2 separate regions of the Danio rerio genome follow, and region 1 is linked to region 2. The links are chromatin contacts, called in public Hi-C maps. All regions are on one chromosome and are shown on one strand. Each heading gives the region's core, a stretch centred on a gene start, on an enhancer-like site or on the middle of the called end of the contact. The rest is flanking DNA. Distances are from core to core; before and after follow the strand shown.

Evidence for each region. Hi-C and Micro-C count contacts between places; a contact is called where the count stands out from the background.
Region 1: a contact with region 2 is called in a Hi-C map of embryo, with 3 times the contacts expected there. The contact joins the promoter of pla2g4f.1 here to the promoter of abhd12 in region 2. A contact is called at or near these places in 5 of 18 Hi-C or Micro-C datasets (caudal fin, embryo, hematopoietic stem cells and 1 more) and 1 of 4 datasets of contacts at active chromatin or transcription factors (embryo).

What each region holds. Positions count from the first base shown.
Region 1 is chr17:22,845,357-22,851,372 of GRCz12tu, reverse strand. It overlaps pla2g4f.1 (phospholipase A2, group IVF, tandem duplicate 1), which reads right to left and starts at 4,482. Exons shown (of 20, transcript XM_021467398.3): 1 at 4,423-4,482; 2 at 4,105-4,177; 3 at 3,615-3,751; 4 at 3,286-3,417; 5 at 3,131-3,171; 6 at 2,984-3,026; 7 at 2,739-2,796; 8 at 1,511-1,677; 9 at 1,184-1,297; 10 at 1,021-1,055; 11 at 723-861. The coding sequence starts at 4,431.
Region 2 is chr17:22,574,832-22,581,167 of GRCz12tu, reverse strand. abhd12 (abhydrolase domain containing 12, lysophospholipase) reads left to right here and starts at 1,591. Exons shown (of 14, transcript NM_001076597.1): 1 at 1,591-1,681; 2 at 2,744-2,897. The coding sequence starts at 2,746. All of the region lies in intron 1 of LOC141378555, which reads right to left.

The sequences.
Region 1 (6,016 bases), core at 3,233-5,732, 270 kb before region 2:
TAACTCAGTATTTTGACCACGCTTAGTTATTATTGTTCATTTATTCGTTTGCTGGAAATTAGAACTGAATTTAGAAATAGTTTTGAAACAAATCTTTGCGCTTACCAAACGAAATTAATTATTTATAGGCTAATTGATGTCTGTGCATACAAGGTTTCCCTATCCACTAGAACGAAAGGGAAAGTAGATAATGAGAGGCCTTATCTCTCATTCTCATGCTGCAGATGCTCTGTTTAGCTGTTTTCTTGCTAGTGAAAGGCTCAGTTTTTCCACTTACAAAGTCGTCATGTAAAAAGCAAATAAGCAATGGCGCGACACAACTGGCTCTTAAAGGAAATGGGAGATGAGACTCTGATTGGTTAATTCTCAAAACACATCTATAACTCATAAAGAAAATAAGCTCAACCCTTTAAGACCATGCGCCACAGCGCAAAGCAGATTTTTCTGCCCTTATATTAACAAAAGTGGATTCTGACATGCCCTGAATGCGTTTACGCCCTGCGCTTTGCACTTTGTGCATGGATCGTCAAAATAGAGCCCTTAAAAATCATAGCTAATGCCAGTCCTCATAAACCACATATACAATGTGTTTGTGTTTCATGAAGGTGGTTTACAAGGACATGTCTTGTGTCCTCATAATTAAAAACACTTAAAAATCATACTTTAACCAATATCCACATAAGCCACAATGTGTCTGTGTCTGTGTGTACGCAATGCAGTACCTTGCTTGGATCTGGTGCAGAGCTGAGATTCAGAGCTTTCTGAAGTGCTTGTGAAACAACTTTTCTTCTCTTTGCCAGAAATCTTTTTTCCTTCTCTGGAATGTCAAAATCCAGACGCACATCCATCTCTTCATCAGAGCTTCAGAACAGACACAAACACATTTTCAGTCTGATATCAGCGTGGATTTGATATGAAAGTAGATGAATAATAGTGTTCTAGCTTACAATGATTTGTTTACACATCCGAATTATAACAAATTGTTATTAAACTGTTATTGAAAATAGGTTTGTTTGTTACCGATCATCTGTTTTCAGTTGCAGATCCACTTTATTCTATGAAAAAAGACAGAAAAAAAAGATGTCTCTTTAGATAAAATGCACTTAGTAAGAATATAAACACATAATAGTTTTAATATATAATCAATAAACTGTAAACATAAAAAGACATTAATAGTGCTTACCTCTCCCAGAGGCAAAGAGACAGTAAGCTTCTGTTTGGCTGGAAGTGGTTTTAAAGGAACAGAAGTCAGTTCAGCATCTACAAGAGCTGGAACTGTACCATCCACTACGACAGTCTGGAGAAAAGGATGTTTAATATATAATATTTAAAAGCTTTTTTAATCCACAATTTCTGTTTTAGATGCTTTAAAAATAACCCAACATGTGAGGCGTGTCGTTTCCAATTACACCAAATACCAATATAATTGCTTTGATTTTTTTAGATAAATCCATTATCAATAAACATGATATTTGTGTGTATGAAATGCATGTTGGCATTACAGATTTACATTTTCTGGCCTGACAGCTGCCTCGGAGGTTAGATTGAGTTCAGTTTCCAGATCTCGGTTAATGAAGTAACGTAATGTTGTCATGATGCTGGAGCTTTCATCCAAATTTGAGATCACAATATCCTCTTTATATGCCCCTTTCAGTTTTAACACCATGTTCTGCATTGCTGGAACACAAAAAGGAGCACACCTAAATATGGGATTATTTCACTCTGTCTAGTGCTTTATACAGTGCTTGTGTTGTCAACAATAATTATAAAGCAGTTAACCATTTGTGACCAACAAACCAGTATTAAGTTACATACATATATTTGTAAGAATAGCCAAATATGCATCTTATAGGTCAAAATGATGACATTTTTCTTTAATGCCATTAATCATTTAAATAGAAAGCATTCGTGCTTTCATGTTCCTTGAAGATCTTTTGTAAATTTCCTCTTGTATCAAAACTCCCTTTTTGGATGTTGTGCGTTTGCTTCATTAAGACTACAGCCGATTCAAATGTTATCACTCGATTAAATGGGCGTTTTCAGTGGTTATCAGCTGATAGATATGGGCCAATAGGGGCCTTCTGTGCCTACTGGTAGGCTCGGAAGGCTGTTATCATCCATCCACATGGTTAATCTGCTATAGATTACATATGGCTGTGGCCTGAAGTAAATGAGAATTATTAATATTATTTATTAAATTTCCCATTATATTTTATTAACACCTCGTCTACTCTACCCCAACCCTAAACTTAACCATCACAGTAATGTAAAAACAGATCTGGATCTGGAGTCTTCATTATTACTATAGCTGATTAACCATGTGGATGGATGTTAACAGCCTTCTAAATCTACCAGTAGGTGCAGAAGGCCCCTACTGGCCCATATCTATCAGCTGATAACCACTGATAATGCTCATTCAATCGAGTGATATCATTCGAAGCGGGTGAAGACAATTTTAAAGGTGATTTTCTTGTTTTTAGATAAACATTTTACTTACATTGTACTGTATATTGGCCAATTATAGTTCTATCCTAACGTATACATAAATGGAAAGTGTATTTATTTAGCTTTCATGTGATGGACAAATCTATTTATATATAAAACTGTTACAAATAATTGGTTTCGTGGTCCAGGGTCACGTTTTATTTTCTACTGCATCTATTTGTGAATAGTATTATTATCGAAGCTTTTACTTGAAAAATTAGGATGAAAATGTTTTGTAATGAAAACATATTTACCTTCAGAGTTCTTAAGAAGCTTGTCTATCTCCACATTCAGCTCACAAAAAGGTCCTGCCTGTTTTCATGAGAAACCAAAAGTTAATCTGATGTAGGAATCTTTTTTTTTTGTGCCAAGAGTGAACCTGAAACCTTTTGAGAAAATCTATAGTTCAGAATTTTATCATTCAGAATAATCTGAATACAATATATTCTACTGTAACTCATGATACACGTAAGAAAGCTGTCAAAGTAAAGATTCATACCACCAACACTCCATTAGATGTACATGGTCTTGGTGTCACAGAGCTGGAATACATGCACAAGCAAAAAACCTTTATCATAAGTTTTTACAAGTTTATAATTGTACATAAAAGTAAATATAAAAAAAAAATTACCAGAAGCTCATTCACCTTTTAGTCATCTCAAACTCTACCCACAGTTCATTCTTGGTCTGAGAAAGAAATGTTAATAATCACAAACCAAATATTAGGTGCTCTGTCAAGAATGCGTTTTATGTTGCACTGTCTTTTTAGATTCTCATATATAGCTCATATATAGCACTGACCTTTTCATTTATTATGAAGCATTTGGTCTCCTTTTTCCCAGGAGTGAGGTTATTGACATCAAATAGGATTGTGCCGCATTGGTCATCTCTCATGAATGGATCCTCATCATAGACCATGATCTCCAGAACGTTCTGTGCAGGAGGACATGAATAAAGAATTGCAAGAGTAACTGTAATTAATAATAACTGATCTCATAACGTAAATATGATGAAACGTAAAACGTAAAGTAAAAATGATATGCCTACATTTTAGTTCATATGACACATCCTACTAAAAAGATGACTGAATAGTGGAGGTTAAAAAAATCTTATCAATTTCAATGGTTTACCTTAATGTTGCTGAACACCCGGAAAGTGAAAGTTTCATTCCATTCGGGGTTGTTATTACTTGGGATAGTCTTGGTGCGTTTTGTGCGGGCTGATGCCGTGGGTAAGTTCAGGATGACATAGCAGTCTGATTCATTCACTAAAGAAAAATAAATTGAAAATGTTAGTGAGTCATAATGTACACTTACAAAGAGATATTTATGATGGACAGTCGAATTGTAAATGCTTAAAAATGCCTTTCAGTCTGGAAAGGATCATACTGATATTCATTCTGACACTTTGGATTAGAACTTTTATTGTGTATTATTACATATTCTATAAAAGCGTCAAACATAATCAGCAGAGCAAGTTCAAACAACAGCACACATTTTACATCAAATCTGCAAACAGGTTTGGACGTGCTTGCAGTGAGCTTGGGACTTTTGCTAAAAAGTACGGTCTGTAATCTGTAAGATTATATTTGGTTGCTGTTAAGAATGTGAATTGTCTCACAGTAGTCGTAGGACTGATGGATCTTTGCGCGCAAAACTTTGACAGACAGATTCCAGTATGGCTTGGCTTCTTTCTATTAAAAGAAAAACAAACAGAAACAGAAACTGAGGCGGTTGAGAAATATCACCATCTGATTTACAAAAATTCCCAAATAACACATGATCTATATGATCACAAGATTTGCACTCTCAACTGATGTAAGCAATCATTACAGCTAGAGGAAAAAAGGGAACTATTTTATGTCTCACAAAATGTTACATTACAAGCATGTCAACTGCAGGTGCTTAAAATAAATCCAAAAGGGAAAGACAATCTAACCTTAAGCATTGTTGGAGCTTTGTGTGGAGATCTGGATACAGCTGTCCTTGAAACGCAAGTGAGAGTGCCTGAGTATGGAAAAGGCGGTACATGCATAGCTTGAAAAGCTAGTTTTCTTAAAAAGTCACCTACATGAAGTTAACCTTTTCATTCACATACTAATGCCAAGCTTTCATAACAATGCAAATATCATTTGACATATTCGAACAAGTCATAACTAGACTACAAGAAAAAGCAAATGCATATAAATCTATATGAAGTAATCAAACAGGAAGTCACATTTTCACCTTGACTGGGAATTCAAAACAAAATTCCTCTTTAATGACCCAGTATTTTATTTATACAAAAACATTGATAAAGTGTAATACTGTAAAAATGAATATTTCCTATGGAAATATTAAAGAGCTTGTAACATTTTATGTATACCTTTCTGCTTTTAAGCGCAACACAAGGTATCAGAAGACTGTGGTAAACCTGCAGTCATTAGGTTTAACATCCATAGTAAGAACAAAAATAAATAAATTCTATGGAAGGCATTGGCTGTTGCTTTCTGACATTCCTCAGTATATCTTTGTGTTCAACAGAAAAAGAAAAACTAGTTTAGAACAAGTAGAGGCTAAATAAATGATGACAGATGTTGTATTTTGGGTGAACTATGCTGTCATTTCTTCACAATGATTCACCCAGATCCAGTAATATGTGTGTGTGTGTGTGTGTGTGTGTGTGTGTGTGTGTGTGTGTGTGTATATATACATACAGTTGAAGTCAGAATTATTAGCCCCCCTGAAATATTAGAACCCCTGTTTATTTTTTTTCCCCAATTAAAAAAAATAATAACTGCTTTTATTCTATCCAAAGTAAAACAAATAAGGCTTTCTCCAGAAGAATGAAATTCAAATGGATACTCACCCAAGTCAACGAACGCAAAGTTGCTTTAGAAAGATTACTTCTGTCTGGCTGAGAATAAGTAGCTTCACCACTGTTCCTCTTTCAAACCTTTATCACAAGATAAGAGATTATGGCTAGCGACTCATTCATCTGACTCATTAAAATCACCCTATTTTCTTGAAGGCATATTTGTGACATGTGTTAATGTTGCCAGTATTGTCATTGTTGATTGTTCATGTCATGTGTCAGTACAAGAGTTCTGCTTTGCTACAGCATGTCTACTCCACCTCAATTCTGAACATTTACAAAAAAACTCACCTTACTTGCTCCTCTCACAAATATCACCTGTAAGATAGCTTGTGTACAAAGACAACAGTAAGCATACAGTCAAATTAGACACTCAAATAACTAAGTATCCTCTTGGAATGTCTTTAAATAATTAACATTAATTGTCAAGTGTTGAACTTTTAATTGTTTTATAATTATTATAAATGCTGCATTTATTCCTCCGCATTAACTATTGTTGTTTCTTCTAGAATGTCAGGTAACTTGTAAGATCTGACTATTTTGCTGTTACGAAAAATAAACAAGATTTTGTCCCCCCTATAGTAAGCATATAGTAACATGGTTTATTGGCTCCATTCAGTTTTACTACAAATTACATGGTTACCCTATGGTTAATGTAGTAAAAACAGTTTGGCTGCTA
Region 2 (6,336 bases), core at 342-2,841:
TCTTGTTATATGAATCATTGCAGTTTTAATTATTATATCTTTTGTTAGGATTAATAATAAAACAATAATCTTATTTTGGGGTGACGCTGTGGCGCAGTAGGTAGTGCTGTCGCCTCACAGCAAGAAGTTCGCTGGTTCAAGCCTCGGCTGGGTCAGTTGGCATTTCTGTGTGGAGTTGGCATGTTTATTCCATTTGCGTTTACGTGGGTTTCCTTTGGGCGCTCCAGTTTCCCCCACAATCCAAAGATGTGATACAGGTGAATTGGGTAGGCTCAATTGTCCATAGTGTATGAGTGTAAATGAGAGTGTATTGATGTTTCCCAGAGATGGGTTGCTGCTGGAAGGGAATCTGCAGTATAAAACATGTGCTGGATAAGCTGGTAGTTCATTCTGCTGTAGCGACCCCTGGATTAATAAAGGGACTAAGTAAGTAAGTAAGTAAAATAAATAAATGAATGTTCTTATTTTTATTATCAAAACACATTTTCCCCGCTTATCTTTTGTGGAAAACGCATTTTACTATTTATGATACATTAATTAATACAAAGTTCATAGAGAATTTGAAATCAAATATTTTATAACATTGTGAATGTTCTTACTGTCACTTTTGTCATTGTTTTAGAAGGATTTCTGGAGGATGATGCGACACTTAAAGGGACAGTTTACCCAAAAAACGAATATGTACTCACTATTTCCTCACACTCAAGTGGTTCCAAAGCGTTATGAGATTTTTTCTTCTGCTGAACACAAAAGAAGTTATTCACAAAAATATTAGAAACCTGTGACCATTGACTTGGTTGCAGGTTTACAACATTTTTCAAATTATCATTTTGTGTTCAGCAGCAGAAAGAATCTCAAAGAGGTTTTTGACAAGTGAATGATGAGTAAATGACTTTTAGTTTAAATGACTTTAAATGATTTTTTAGTTTCGGGTAAACTATCCCTTTAACACCAAGAAAATAATGGCTACTGAACATTCAACACAGCAATATTTATTATTATTATGAAATAACACTTGTATATATATATATATATATATATATATATATATATATATATATATATATATATATATATATATATATATATATATATATATATATATATAAATATATATAAATATAAATATATATATATATATATATATATATATATATATATATATATATATATATATATATATATATATATATATATATGAACATATTCATTCATTTTCTTGTCAGCTTAGTCCCTTTATTAATCTGGGGTCGCCACAGCAGAACAGCCAACTTATTCAGCACATGTTTTACACAGCGGATGTGATTTTTTAATAATTTTTTTCTACAAATTTCACATAGGATTTTATATTCCAAATGTTAATATTTCCCAATATACTGCTTGTGTTGTATTTTGATCCACACAAAGAGACTTAAAATACAAACAAAATAAAGGTTTCCAGACTATTTAAAACCATTGGGTTTTCATATAACTATTGTTTATAATCATACATTATTTGTATTTTAGGCTTAATATTAGTCACTTAAAATATAATTTTATTTTAATTCTGTTTTGCCACTGTTTAATGGCACGGTGTTCCTTCCGCTAAATAATCATTTGGTCACGTGTGAGGAAGCTTGCTGTTGCACGCGTTCTGTCAAAACAACAGATATCTACGATCAAATCCCAGCAGAATGAACAGGTTTGGTTTTAAGATTTATACAGTTACCGAATTCATAACTAGAGCTTTATGCGCGTGCTCTCCGATACTTAAATAAATGTTTATTCCTGCATATGTTGTTTGTTTGGTTCTCGCGCGATGAAGCATTAGTGGTTGTTTATATAATTGGGTTGTTTTATACACTTGTTTTTATATAATTGTTTATATTTTAGGCATTTAAAGCGAGTTTATGTAGTTCGACATGTATAAAATGCATTTTTGGTGATATTGTCGTGTGTATGATGGTTTTGCTATAGTTTAACACTTTGTTAGCTTTTTAGCACAACGGCTGTTACTTAATTGCAGCAATGCAGTCGTAATAAAGTCGCTATTATAAGTAATGTTTGTCTAAATCGTAGCAAGTCCACTTATTGTTATATAATTACAGAAAAGACTGGCTTGAATTACTGAGGAGCCAGTAAAACAGGATGGTTATGTTTGCTCTGTACGGAAGTCTGTTGGACAATCGGGATGTTGCCAGATCTTGTAGAAATAAATGTAGAATATTTGCTTTGTAACGTAATATAGCATGAAAATACAGCGCCATCTAGTGCGAGAATGCCACTAATAGTCTTGCTGCGTAAGTTTTTATGAAAAAAGTAAACAGAAGAACATGCTACAAATTTTCAGTTGATCTGGCAACCCTACACTACACGATTCAATCTGAAACAAGAGGGGGCGCAGCCGCTCCGTTTAGTTGGCTATCGGCGAAGCAGCGTGGGCTGTGATTGGCTGTTGAGGCGATGGAGTGGGCGGGGTGGCTGTATGTGATTGGCTGAGCGAAAGAACGGAGGGGGAACTGATCAGCTGGTCTCTGCAGTATCTGAGTCCAGCAAAACAATGTAGGAAGAAAAAGTGCTGAATGTCACAATCCCCGGGCGGAGAAACAGCGGATCACACACTCCGTCGCTGAACACTCTCATCCAGCACGGTTGCAAGAATTCCCACACGCCCTGCCGCCTGATTTAGCCAGCATAGGCGCAGGACTGCAGTACAAAATCCTCCAGTCTCATCCGTGTGTGTGTGTGCTGTTTCATATTTCAGTGATGCGAAAGCGAAAAGGCAGCGCAGATCATGGCAGCTCGTTCACGGCTACATTAACGGACGGCAGCTCCGATCTAAAGCAGTGCCACAAAGGGACAGACGCTGATACTGATCCTGGAGGCTCGGGGAAGGAGATGGGGAGACGGTGCAGGAGGTGAGACACACTCACAGCTGATCTTACACATCTGGCACTGATGCTCTGTGCGCTTGCAGAACTGGTTTTGGGGTGTTTGTGTTTCTGAATGCATTGCTTTAAGACTTATAGACAACCATTGAGGTAAAGTTGGTTTTACATTCGCATATGGGACATTCCTCTTGATAATACAAGTTCACAAAATAGTCTGTGCAAATTTTAAATAGTGAAATCATATTAGCAGCCAATGACTACTAAAGTACAACATTGTTTATAGTCAGTTAAATAGTGCTAATGTTGTTTTCAAGTCTGTGATTTCAGACCAAATATTCAAAGTACCATGGTAAACATATTTTGGTAAAGTTGGTTTAAATTCGCACAAATAGACTTTCTCTTTTATATTATAATTTCACAAAAATATTCCTTGCAAATCCTAAGTAGTGACATATTAGCATATAACAGCTGCCAGTGACTATCAAAGCACATTTCGTAATGTCAATTAAATAGTGCTAATGTTGTTTTTAAGTCATACTTGCATGTGATTTCAGACAGAATATTCAGAGTTCCAGGGTAAACATATTGAGGTAAAGTTGGTTTTATATTCACCCATCCAGACTTTCTCTTTAATATTATAGTTTCACAAAAACAATCCTTGCAAATTCTAAGTAGTGAAATATTTACATATATTAGCATATTAGCAGCCAATGACTATCAAAGTACAACATTATTCACTGTTAATTAAATAGTGCTAATGTTGTTTGAGGTAAAGACTTTCTCTTCTCTTCTATTCCTATTATAATTTCACAAAAATAATCCCTGCAAATTTTAAATAGTGAAATATCAGCATATATTAGCAGCCAATGACTATCAAAGTACAACATTGTTCATGGTCAGTATTCATACTTGCATATGATCTCAGACCATATATCCTCTATTCAAATGGCACCATGGTAAACAATATAGGAAGCATGTTACAAGTTGTCACTGAATAAATATGCAAATATAAAACCAACTTCAATGTTAACTTCAGTTAGACAACCAGGGGGCTCACTGTTTAAAACAATGATATTAAAACTTTAATAAGAGCTGTTACAGTTAATGCATTGATTATAAATGCTTTGATTGTAAAACAAAATTGTTATTACATTAAATAATAATTATGTTATACATATTTACTTTGTCCTCTTGCTGAAAGTCCTGGATCTATTTTCTTTATATGCAAAGCATTTCGAATGTTATCTCTAAGCGTACCGCCCTCTCTGATGGGTGTTAATATATTACATGCATTATTGCCATTCTTCTGAGATGTCTGTGGTTTTAAACTCTTTTGAGGCATGAAATCACATAGATCATTCTATGATTGAATCGCAGTCCCGTGTGACTCTCCTGAAGCTAAGTAGTGTTCAGGCTGTCCCGTCACTAAACTAGATCAGCAACTTTTGGGTGGGGTGTGAAGTGATTGTTTCATAGTATGGCAGATACTTGGAAGTTTTGTGTAAAGCTGAATAAATATTTAAGGGTGAAATGCGAGTTTTCTTGTTTTGTTGAAAGAATTATTTGGTGTAAGAATTAGTCAGTGTAAATGCTGACAAAATACACTTTTGAATTTGATGCACTGCACAAGTATATATATATATATATATATATATATTTTGGCTGTACGGTGGCTCAGTGGTCAGCACTGTCACCTCGCAGCAAGCAGGTCCTTGGTTCAAGTCCCGACTGGGCCAGTTGGCATTTCTGTATGGAGTTGGCATGTTCTCCCCATCTTTGCATGGGTTTCCTCCGGGTACTCTGGAACTAAATTGGCCATAGTGTATGAGTGCCTTTGATTGCGAGAATGTATGGGTGTTTCCCAGTATTGGGTTGTGGCAGGAAGAACATCCACTGTGTAAAACATATGCTGGAATAGTTGGCGGTTGATTCCACTGTGGCGACCCCTGATAAATAAGGGACAAAGCTGAAAGAAAAATGAATGAGTAAATTATTGAATAAATATACTGAAACTCAAACTCCCATTCAGACATTGTAGTTTCACATTTCCATTGCATGTGTATCAGGGATTGTTAAACGAATATTGCACTTTATGGCTAGTAATTTCAACTTTGTTTTACTGGCAAGAGCATTTAAGTTTTCAAAATGAACTGATCATGTACATACAGTAGTAGCTCTTTCTTTTTGTTTTCAAATTGAGGATTTCATTGGAAAGTTTTGAGCCCAGCAGAGATCATTTACATGGAAAAGGAGAGTTCATTTTCTGAAGCGTGGTTAAATGTTTCACTGGCTGAAAAGTGATATATCTTCTGTAGAAACCCTTAGAGCAGAGCTGACTCATGCAGTTACTCATACATGTTTCTTTTTACAGCTAAATTTAAAATGTTATAAGTTTGCATCTCTGTAGGAGGATGTATGATGGGAGTAGTGGTGTTCAGCAGTTGTCAAGGCCTACTGTATTTCTATTCATGGATCAGATCATCAGGCACAAAAAGGCTTTCACACTCTTGAAAATAATAGTTGCAAAAAGGTATTTAGTTTCACAGTGATGCCATTGAGGAATCATGGTCGTTTGGTACACTAAAGAACTTTAAGAGCAATTCCAGTGTTATATCCACGTGACATTTGCAGTAAAACATTTAAACAGAATTTTGCAGAGAATGTATATGTTAACATTACATTAATTATCTATTTATACGTTTCAAAACAACCAACCTCAAAGTTATGAGATCAAAAAAAAAATTCAATCTGTAAACTTTTTCGTGGTTCAATAAAGGGAAACACATATGAGTGATGGATGCGACCAAATAGTTTGCGAGTTTACAGTATACAACATACTTCAAAGAAATTCGGTGAAGTAAATTGCACAACGTAAAAGATATAATGCTAATCAAAAGGATAGGAGTTGGCTCCAACACAGGCTCATTCTGAAAACGTACCCTATATACATTTCTTGAGATTGTGAATTATGTAGCCAGAAATATGTATGGCTGCAGTTCATCTTTAAAACGAATGCTACAAGGCGGATTGACTCACGCATTCCTTTTTACACTAGCAGCTAACCGCTTGCCTCCGCATGGATGGCTTTTCCCCTGTTACCAGTATGTCCAGTGGCTCGCAGCATACGTCAGCGAACTTGAGATGCAGAGAGGAATTGACCGTGATAACGGGGTTTAAATCTGGCAAAGAATGGTTCCAAAAACAAAAGCCAAAAAATAAAATGAACAAGTTAATAACAGGGTGGGTATGTGGTAAAATCTGAAAACGTGGTAAAGTCAGTGGGCTTTTTTTTTTTTTTTTTTTTTTTAGATTGCTTTTCAAAAAAGTGTCAGTTGGGTTTAGGAAAGTGGGTGAGTGAAGGGATCGGTTGTTTGGTCAGTCAGTCAGTCGACAGCAGCCTCTGGTGGATTTATGCTAGAACAGCAGGCACGAATGGTACTCGCGAGAGAAATTTGAAATCTCAAAA